3 separate regions of the Mus musculus genome follow, and regions 1 and 3 are each linked to region 2. The links are chromatin contacts, called in public HiChIP or PLAC-seq maps. All regions are on one chromosome and are shown on one strand. Each heading gives the region's core, a stretch centred on a gene start, on an enhancer-like site or on the middle of the called end of the contact. The rest is flanking DNA. Distances are from core to core; before and after follow the strand shown. Region 1 overlaps Camk1d (calcium/calmodulin-dependent protein kinase ID). Region 2 has its middle 16 kb from the start of Optn. Region 3 overlaps Camk1d (calcium/calmodulin-dependent protein kinase ID).

What was found. HiChIP or PLAC-seq counts read pairs in DNA pulled down with a chosen protein or histone mark.
Region 1: an H3K27ac HiChIP or PLAC-seq map of embryonic stem cells shows a contact between it and region 2, with 8 read pairs. The contact joins two enhancer-like sites. A contact is called at or near these places in 1 of 15 datasets of contacts at CTCF or cohesin (the NIH/3T3 cell line) and 6 of 115 datasets of contacts at active chromatin or transcription factors (embryonic basal ganglia, embryonic stem cells and stem cell-derived neural progenitor cells).
Region 3: a contact with region 2 is called in an H3K4me3 HiChIP or PLAC-seq map of forebrain, with 5 times the contacts expected there. The contact joins two enhancer-like sites. A contact is called at or near these places in 1 of 39 promoter capture datasets (embryonic stem cells), 6 of 15 datasets of contacts at CTCF or cohesin (the NIH/3T3 cell line, embryonic stem cells, large pre-B cells and 1 more), 82 of 484 Hi-C or Micro-C datasets (the AML12 cell line, B cells, the Ba/F3 cell line and 42 more), 23 of 115 datasets of contacts at active chromatin or transcription factors (the NIH/3T3 cell line, bone marrow-derived dendritic cells, craniofacial prominence and 11 more) and 1 of 9 other capture datasets (embryonic stem cells).

Annotation. Positions count from the first base shown.
Region 1 is chr2:5,355,843-5,358,768 of GRCm38.p6, reverse strand. All of the region lies in intron 4 of Camk1d (calcium/calmodulin-dependent protein kinase ID), which reads left to right. Among named protein-coding and RNA genes, the nearest start is that of Gm36906, 42 kb to the right of the region's middle. Within about 2 kb of position 1,533, at least 13 of the 459 cell types and tissues checked have an H3K27ac peak or open chromatin away from gene starts, as enhancers often do. A contact at or near this core is called in embryonic stem cells, where this site is marked.
Region 2 is chr2:5,078,671-5,081,786 of GRCm38.p6, reverse strand. No RefSeq gene overlaps it. Among named protein-coding and RNA genes, the nearest start is that of Optn, 16 kb to the right of the region's middle. Within about 2 kb of position 1,551, at least 36 of the 459 cell types and tissues checked have an H3K27ac peak or open chromatin away from gene starts, as enhancers often do. A contact at or near this core is called in cerebral cortex, cortical neurons, embryonic stem cells and 2 more, where this site is marked.
Region 3 is chr2:5,410,272-5,413,353 of GRCm38.p6, reverse strand. All of the region lies in intron 3 of Camk1d (calcium/calmodulin-dependent protein kinase ID), which reads left to right. Among named protein-coding and RNA genes, the nearest start is that of Gm36853, 71 kb to the left of the region's middle. Within about 2 kb of position 1,328, at least 17 of the 459 cell types and tissues checked have an H3K27ac peak or open chromatin away from gene starts, as enhancers often do. A contact at or near this core is called in cerebral cortex, cortical neurons, forebrain and 1 more, where this site is marked.

The DNA of each region.
Region 1 (2,926 bases), core at 284-2,783, 280 kb before region 2:
GTGTGTGCCTGAGTTGAGCTTTGGTTAGTGGCATGAGTCAAGTGCCCATCTCTCCAGCTGCAGACATTCTAGGCAAGGAGGATTCAGAGCCATTGGTGGTAAAATGGAGTCCTCTCTCTGCATCTGGGACTGAGTCTTGCTGTTCACCAATAGATGCATCCTAAACCCCAAGGTTTTACAGTAAAAGGAGCCATTCCCCTGTCTTCCAAACAGTATTCCTGCTTCAACAACAGACTGGCTCATTTCATTTTACTTTCAAAAACCCTTTGGCATCATTTGATTTTCTTCAAATCTCATTCTTCATCCACAAAATTGTCACGATGACTACCGTCTTCAGTAACTCTTTGTGTAACTATTTTGGGTGATTGAAAATATTTTCCCCCTTTGGGTTCTGTTAAAGAAAAAAAATGTTTTGACATTTGTCGCAGCAAGAAAAAAGCCTTTGTTTGAGCCTGCTGCACAGAGGAGAGAGATGGAGCCCAGCTGTACTCTGAACACAAGGAAGAACAAGTGGGCACTTGTAGAGTGGAGGAGTAGTGGTGGGATAGGGAGAACATAGCACCTACAAGGTTACTAAGAAGGACCAGGAGATGACTCAGTGCAAAATGCAGGAAAAGCTGAGATGCTCGCCAGCACCCACATAAGGAAGCCAGGGATGACAATGCACACCTGGAATGCCAGCACCGGGGAAGCAGAGATGAGGGTCCCCGGACTCAGTATCCAGCCCCAGACTCAGTATCCAGCCCCAGACTCAGTATCCAGCCAACTGAGCCCAATTGGCAGCCTCCGCATTCATTGGAAAGATCCTGTCTTTAAAAAAAAAGTGACGCTGACCACTGATCTCTACATGTCCCAACACCTCCACACACAGACACAGATGTAAAGTAAAATGATTTTTCAAAGGAAAGTCATTAAGAGATGTTAGGAGTCTTGCTAAAACAGCCTAACTGGCTGAGGCTGGGGTCAGTACTGGATGTAGCTCAGCAATGGAACCCTTACCCAGCACATACAAGGCCTGCATTTGAGCCACAGTGCCAATAAACAAACAAACAACAAACAGACAAACAAATGCAAAATACTGATGGAAAAATAAGTAAGATAACCTAACAAATCTCTTGCAAATGGCAGGTCAGACGTATACATGGACAGAGATTGTCTCTGAACGGAATTGATTGGTTGCAACTTTCCTGAATCCTCTCTGTGACCTGGTCTCTGACTCTGTCCTTTCTCTGTGAACTCTACTTACTCACTCTAGCTTGAGCAAAACTCATTCTGAATCCACTTAGCATGGAATATCTCCCGATATCTGCCCAAGTTTCTTAGCTTGCTTTTCACGCTGTCTCCTGTCTTAAACAGAAGTCCGGCCGAGTTGATCTGGCTGGCTCCTTGCTTACTTATTCACAGGACTATTCTGTCCACTGCCCTCTGACCTTCCCTTTGCTGTAAATCTCTTGTTAACCTTCCTAGCATAGGCGTTAAACAAGAGTCTTCTACCTATAAACCCCCCATGGTGGTACTAATGAGTACTCATTGTCTTTCAAAGTATCTGAATAGGCTGGAGAGGTAGCTCAGCAGCCCTGGCTGCTCTTCCAGAGGTCCTGAGTTCAATTCCCAGCAACCACATGGTGGCTCACAAGGATCTATAAGAGTATCTGATGTCCTTTTCTGCTCTGCAGAGCACTTATACATTAAATACATTTTTAAATATTTAAATATCTGAATAATTGTTAGTTTAACAGCATCTGAAGCACTGGGTAAAGAGCTTGATTATATTTCAGGGGTAAGGATTCCCCTTAGACAAGCTGGGCATGGAGGTACACCCCTGTAATTCCAGGAGGCTGAGGTACACCCCTGTAATTCCAGGAGGCAGAGGTACACCCCTGTAATTGCAGGAGGCTGAAGCAGGAGTGTGAAACCAGTTTGAACTCTCCCCTGAACAATGCAGATGGGTGCAGTGGTTCTCAACCTTCCTAATGCTGTGACCCCTTAGTCCCTCATGCTGTGGTGACCCACCACCACAAAATTACTTTTGTTGCTACTTCATAACTATAATGTTGCTACTGTTATAAATCATAATGCAAATATCTGATATGATGGATATCCGATAGGCAACCTCCATAAAAAGGTCATTTGACCCACAGGTTGAGAACCACTGCTCTAAAGTGGGTTCACTTGATCCAGGCTAAGACCGTGCTTGGCTGGCCTGGTGAGAGCAAGAGGGATTTGTGAGGCAAGGTCAAGGCTTTGTTCTCAAGAGGGCTCAGAGAAGCCTGGCCAAGGTTTGGTCAAGCACAGAGTCTTGGCCAGTTCTTACAAATTCTTTATAGCAAAGACTGCATACCAGAATCTTTCAGTGCACACACATATATATACACACAAACACACCCCATACCACACACCACCACACATATATACCCCCACCCCATTTCAGATCTACCAAATTATCTGTCTCCTCCATTTAATAACTCCACAGGTAGAAAGGTAACAATGATATCCAACAAGGTCAGAAAAACACTTTCTAAACATATCTAATCACTGTACCTATAAGAATTGCTAAAATTCAATGTTTAGCAACCCAAGATTTTCCCCAGGAGCCTGACAAAAAAAGACTACATCTTTATTCTTGGGCTGGGAGAGTAACCAGTCTGGCAACCGGGTGGGAAAACAAGCTTCCTTTCCATAGCCTTCCTTCTGCTTTCATTCCCTTAAGGTTCATTGTAGGCAAGAGCCACAAGTACTTATTCAGTCAGTACACCTTTAGAACTGTCCTGGTGGATAGATGTTAGCAGACAGTCCTGACACCAGCCCCCTGAGGGATAGCATCAACTGAGGTCACACAAAACGAATATGGATAAATAAAAATGCAGGTTCCTATTCTGTGTTGAGTTTCTCAGCCCTGTAGAACAGGGACTAGCCTGAGACAGGT
Region 2 (3,116 bases), core at 302-2,801:
AGAACACTTTCCAAAAATGGAGTCCGATAAGAAGAATTCTGAGTTCGTGTGAGAAAATTCCAAGTAAACAAGAGTCTTTGTGACCTGTTTCTTCCAAATGCCAACTTCTTTCTGAAATGTGATTAAATGTCCCTCCCAAGTATGGTGGGTAGGAGGGAGTTGACTTCAGATTGTTCATTGGAGCTGGCTATTGTTTGGTTTTATGTCCGTGTAGACAGACATGTTACCGCCATGTGTGGTTTGTCTTTGTGATTGTAAACTGTACTCATTCGATTCTTCTTAACTCTCAGAGTATAGATTGTCTGATGCTCTGAGTAAGGTTGGCTAAGGCCTGAGGCTTTAGTCCTTCTCGGTTTTTAGGCTCCATCCTCCCAATTTCCACTGCCTCAACAATTGTACCTTTGCCCTTTAAAAATATGTCAAACCTTCCATTCCTCATCTATTTTATTTTTTAATTTTTCCCAAAAGTAAACATATACGTGTACACAGTCACACATGGATATACACATCCACATGTGCACACTCACACTCATATTCCTCACAATCATACACAGGCACTCCACATACACCATGAGTATGCTTGTATGTGACCATAGGCACCTACTTGCAAATACTCAACACATACAGACACATTACAAAAACGCACACACTTGGACTTCTACCCATATATTCACACACAGGCACGTATGTACATATGCATACATGATACATACACTTCTATACAAGTGTAGACTCAAAATATATGAATACACACGTGTATGCTCAGTCATTGGAGTTTCATATGCCAGTCTATATTGGGGTGCTGTTTTACTGAAGTACTTCCTGACCTCTGTTCCCATAATTCTGTGAGACCCCGACTTAGAGCGTTTCTCCCTGAAAGGTAAAGCCCCTGGACATTCCCCAAGCTTGTTTTCCCTGATCTCTTAAAATACAGCCAGAAAGAAGCTCTTTGTTCTCTATAGCCAACAAAAAGTCTTTTTGTTTCTGTGCCTTACAGCCAGAGACTCGATGATTGTGGGGAGACCTAGCCAGGCGCTTGCTTGGCTCCCTGTGCCAAGGACATGGAGATAGATTCCCCAGAGAAGAGCTACAGCTCACTCCTCACTCTTCATGCCTTGTTATTTTACCAAGGACACCCGCCAGAGAAGAGCTGTAGCCAAACTCCTCCCAACTCCTCAGCTAGCTGTTAAAAGCCCCCTACTGTTACCGCTCGAGATCGAACTCCCCTCAGCTAGCTGACAATAAAGCGTCTTGCAGTTTGCATCAGGTGTTATCGGGGTGCCGACCAGCTCAACCCGGGACTTGAGCGGAGGTCTCCCCAGTTTCGGGGGTCTTACAATTCCACAATCCCAGCAAAGGAGGCCATTTCCTTGTCTGTTTTTTTTTTATCTTGATACATATGTACTATTAAAATGGGACAAATTAAAAGGTCTTAGTCTGACAAAGAGCACTTTCCTTAAAAATGCTGACCTTTCTTTCATAGGCTCAATTTGGATTTTCCCTGAGAGGGACTGCCAGTTGACTGCAGACAGTCATTTGGCACCATCTGCTGGACATAGACAGTCTGAGCAAATGAGAGCTGAAGAGATCAGAGCTGAAGAGCCCAGAATCCACGTTGAGTGAGTGCCTGGATCTAATAGTTCTGCTGTGTGTGGCTTTATTGCAAATATGCAACTTCCTGTGCATATCTCTGAGTTACCTTACGTTATCCTCTCTGAATTTCACAAAGCACCTTTGCTTTATAGCCTCAGCCAAGTCAGCTCACAATGAAGAGCAGAAACCACATCTTGCCACTGTTGCATCCCTAGGGTCCAGGATACAGTAGGAGCTGTGAAACATGTTTCTCTTGCTCTGTGGCTTTTGAATGGCACAATGACTAATATGGGCCATAAGAGATGATGAACCATGGACAGCATAAAGCTAGGGGTGAACATGAACTCCTGATCCTCTGCCTCTACCTCCCCACACCGGGATGATGTTGGAGAAACATCAGCTGCTCCGTATGCCTTTTCAAATTTTAAATTTTTCTTCAAATTAAAAAAATAATAATAACTGTTTAGACCAAGGTCTTGCCATGTAACCCAGGTTGACCTCAAACTTGATCCTCCTGCCTCAGCCTCTCAAGCCCTCAGTAACCTTTAAAAACTGATAAGTTTTCCCCCATGTGATAGTTAACTGTGTGCATTAACTTGGCCAGACTAAAATGCCCTGCATTTGGCCAAATACCACTGGAGATACTTCTGTGGAGACACATTCTTTATGTGATTGGTGTTCTGCATAAAGCGTGTGATTCTCCATATTGTGTGTGGGTCCTTTCATTTGAAAGCTTTGAGAGTAAAGACTGCAGTTTCTCAAGGTAGAAGAAATTTTTCTTCAACCAGATTGCCACAGAGAAACCCTGCCTCAGTTTCTCACTTGAGGGATTTGGAGTCCAGACATCAATTGTAATTCTTACCTGAAATTCCAGCCTGATGACCTCATATAAACCTTAGACATTCCTGCTTCATTCTCCCTCTCCCTCTCCCTCTCCGTCCCATTTTGCTGGAGAAACCTAACACAGGTCCTATACATTATATTAGTAAAGTATCAAGTGTTTTTTCAGTTCACTAAGAAGCTAACTGTGAATCAGGATTGCCCCTAACTAACTTCAGACCCAAGCATATCTGTCTTAGAGCATCCTCCAAGATCTTAGTCCAGGAATGGGCTATTCCTATCCCCAGCTTTGTGAGAAATGGACAGGAGAACAACAAAGCATCCCACAAATAGAAATATCACATCCTTGAGAACAATCAAGTAAATTGTTACAGGAAAAACACAACATCTCTGAGCACATTTAGGAGGTAAATCGTTCCCAGACACCTTCCTGAAGGGAGTGGGGGGAGCTTTGAGGTTTCAGAAGCACAAGCCAGGCTGGGTGGCTCACTTACTCTTCCTACTGCCTGCCAGTCCAGATGTAGAACTTCCAGGTCTTTCTCCAGCACCATACTTGCCTTTGGGCTTCCATGCTTCCCACCTGACATTAATGGACTGAACCTCTGAACCTGTAAGCCATCCCCAATTAAATATTTTCCTTTATAAGAGTTGCTGTAGTCATGGTGTCTCTTCACAGCAATAGA
Region 3 (3,082 bases), core at 79-2,578, 330 kb before region 2:
AAAATTGGTTTAGAGCTTCATGTCCAGAAGGGGCATCCAATGTCCAATGCCAATTGAAGGAGAGATTTATTCAGTGTGGAGACGTTGGCCAATCACTGAGTCGTATGAACTCTTTCCAGTAAGCTCTTTGTCAGCCACAAGTCTTGGAGAAAATGGGGCACTGATTGTGGAGGTCACTGATCATTTTACTCACTCAGATGACTGTCTTAAAGCCAGCGTGGCCTGGTCTACACAGGACCTTTCATCCTGCCTTCCCTGTCTACTAGACAGAAGTCCATGGCCAGTGAGTAACTTTCAAAAGAAATCTCCTTTATAACCACTTATTGGTGGTTGGTTAAAAGCCCAGTGCCCATGAATAATTTTGAACCTGATTTGCAGTTTTGTCACAGTGGTCTAAAAGCCTCGGTAGTGTGAAGAATTTTACCACCTATAGTCAGTCCCTTTATCTTCTGAGCCGAGGTATTGAGGTCACCTTCTATGGATCGATCAGTACCACCAGCTTGTTAGACTCACCTATCGTATGAATCCAAAGTAGAAGTGGAAGTGTGCACTGTGATATTGGATACCTGGCAGATCAGCAAACGGTGATGCTCTGCTTTGATCTAGGCAATAAGGAAACAGTGTGAGGAGGTGGCTTGGTCGGTAAAATGCAGAGCTCGGTCCCCAGAAATCAAATGAAAAATAAAAGTTGGTTGTGGAGATGCACAGATGTTAATTCTAGCTTAGGCAGATGCAGAAATGGACGGATCCTTGGGGCTAGGGTAATGAGAGAGAATCTGACAAACTAGGGGAAAGTGAGGAATGACAGCTTGGCCTCCACATGAGCGTGCATACATGTGCACATGAGGGCAAGTATGAGTACCTGCACACACACACTCTCACACACACACTCACACACATACACACTCACTCACACTCACAAACACTCACACACACATACTCACACTCATACACACTCTCACACACACTTACATACTCACACACACTCACTCACACACTCATTAAAACAGAGGCTCTTTTATGACTGAGTTGAATTCTGTTGCTACTGTGCTCCTAGTACCTGACTTAGTGTGCTCCGAGAGAGGATGATTGTAGCCTCCCTGGAAATCTACACTGAACTGGGACCTAAATCTTGTTCAGAAGCTGTGACAGGCAGAAGGAAGAGCAGAGGACCAAAGCAGGAGGGGTTAAAGAGACTGCTGAGCCTGAGTGCTGTGCTGCCACTTGCTGACCTGAGAACTGCCAGTCTGGAGAAGTGTGAGGAGGAGGTGGGAGCTTTTAGCAGCTTCTCAGTGCAGCCAGGAGCTCAGCTGTGCCAGGCTTGAACTGTGGCAGGGGAGGGGGAGGGGGAGGGAGGGCTGCATCTATTGGGAGAAGGTGGCAGCCCAGGTACAGGCCAGCAGACACCCCTTTTTATTGTGAGACCTCCCCCCACCCCTGGGGTGAGTCACCTTCTGGAGGCGGGTGAGAACCTGATTGTGGAGGCTCTGGGAAAGCCCACATGGAGCCTGGAGCCTCCGCAATTATATAAATGGAAAGTTGAAAAGAAAAAAAAAAGATGCACAGGGTTTGTAAAGATGGTTACACTGTGGCTGAGAACATTCTCGGCTGAGAAACTGCAGAGTGCTGCGGAGATGCTGAAAGATTTTGGGTTTTTGTTTTTTTGTTTTTTGTTTTCTTGGTAGCAGGAGTCAGAAGGGACCAGGTCCCATCCCCTTGCTTTAAAACAAACAAACAAACAAACAAAAACAAACAAACACAGAAACAAAACAAGTAGAAAAGATTGCAATGAAGTGTATGTAGTCCAGAGAAGGCGATGAAAATAGAACTTTGAATGCGTTGAATGGCTTCCTAAATCTGAGAGAGGATAAAAAGGGTTTGGAATTGAGACTCTTAGCCTAAAGCTTTGTGTCTGCCAACTGAAAATGGCAAAAATACATCTTATAGGAAAGGAAACCCCATACTTTAGGGACAGAGAGGGGCTGAAGAAGAACCCCCGTGCCTTCCTCAGGAAAGCCAACACCAGTCGGTTCCTCAGAATGGCACTAGCTGGGAAAATCGCTAGTTACCTCATGCCTTGGGAAGAGATGAGAGCACATGACGTAATCAGTATTCCTGTCTGGCTTTTTTTTTTTATTGTTTAGTAAACAGAGGTAGGCATATTTAGCAAGAAAGATGACACAGGAAAGAACACACAGAAAGCTAGAAGGAAGAGTGTTGATGAGCATAGACAGGACTGGACCAACATGTTTATTTTGCCTTTTCAATTCTGGTTGCTACACTTACCGATTGATGGTGGTGGTGGTGGTGGTGGTGTATTTTACTGGCTTTATTTTTGTTTTGTTTTGTTTTGTTTTGTTTTATTTTATTTTATTTTATTTTATTTTATTTTATTTGGTGGTTTTTTTTTTTTTGCCATTGTTTACAAGTTTCCTTATTCCTATTGTGATCTTATCATGAAGTGTACCCCACAGGCTCACCGTATATTGAACACTTTTGTCCCAGGACAAAACCCACTGGGGGTACATTATGTGGTTAACCCCCATGTCTCTACCCATCAACTCCTACCACACGATCCTCTGCCCAAGTGCTGAGAACTGAGCACCAGGGGCTGGCGTCTCTGAAGCCTTGATTCCCCCCATCCCCAATTCCTTCCTCCCCTAAGTCATTTCTGTCAAGTATTTGGTCAAAGAGATGAGGAAGTTAAATATAATTATTATGGAGATTACTTACAGCCAAAAATGAAATTAGACTGGCATTAATTTACAGAGGGAAGTTATGGGAAGCACTACAAAGCCAATCATAGATATGTAAGCCCAGAAGCAGTGGCCACCATGGTGGTCTTTTGTGAGTGTCTCTTGGTTCATCATTTTGGTTACACACACAGTCTTTCCCTATTGCCCAGTGGAAAACACAAATGTTACATGATGCTCACAGGGTGACAGAGATTTTAGTTTTCTACATCTGATGGCTTGCTCACCTGTGGAGCTAGCCCAAACTATGTAAGTGACCTCTTACTATGTTCCTGCTCTGTAAACTCCTTCCACATGCAGTGCTCACTGACCAGAAGTAGGCTGACTAG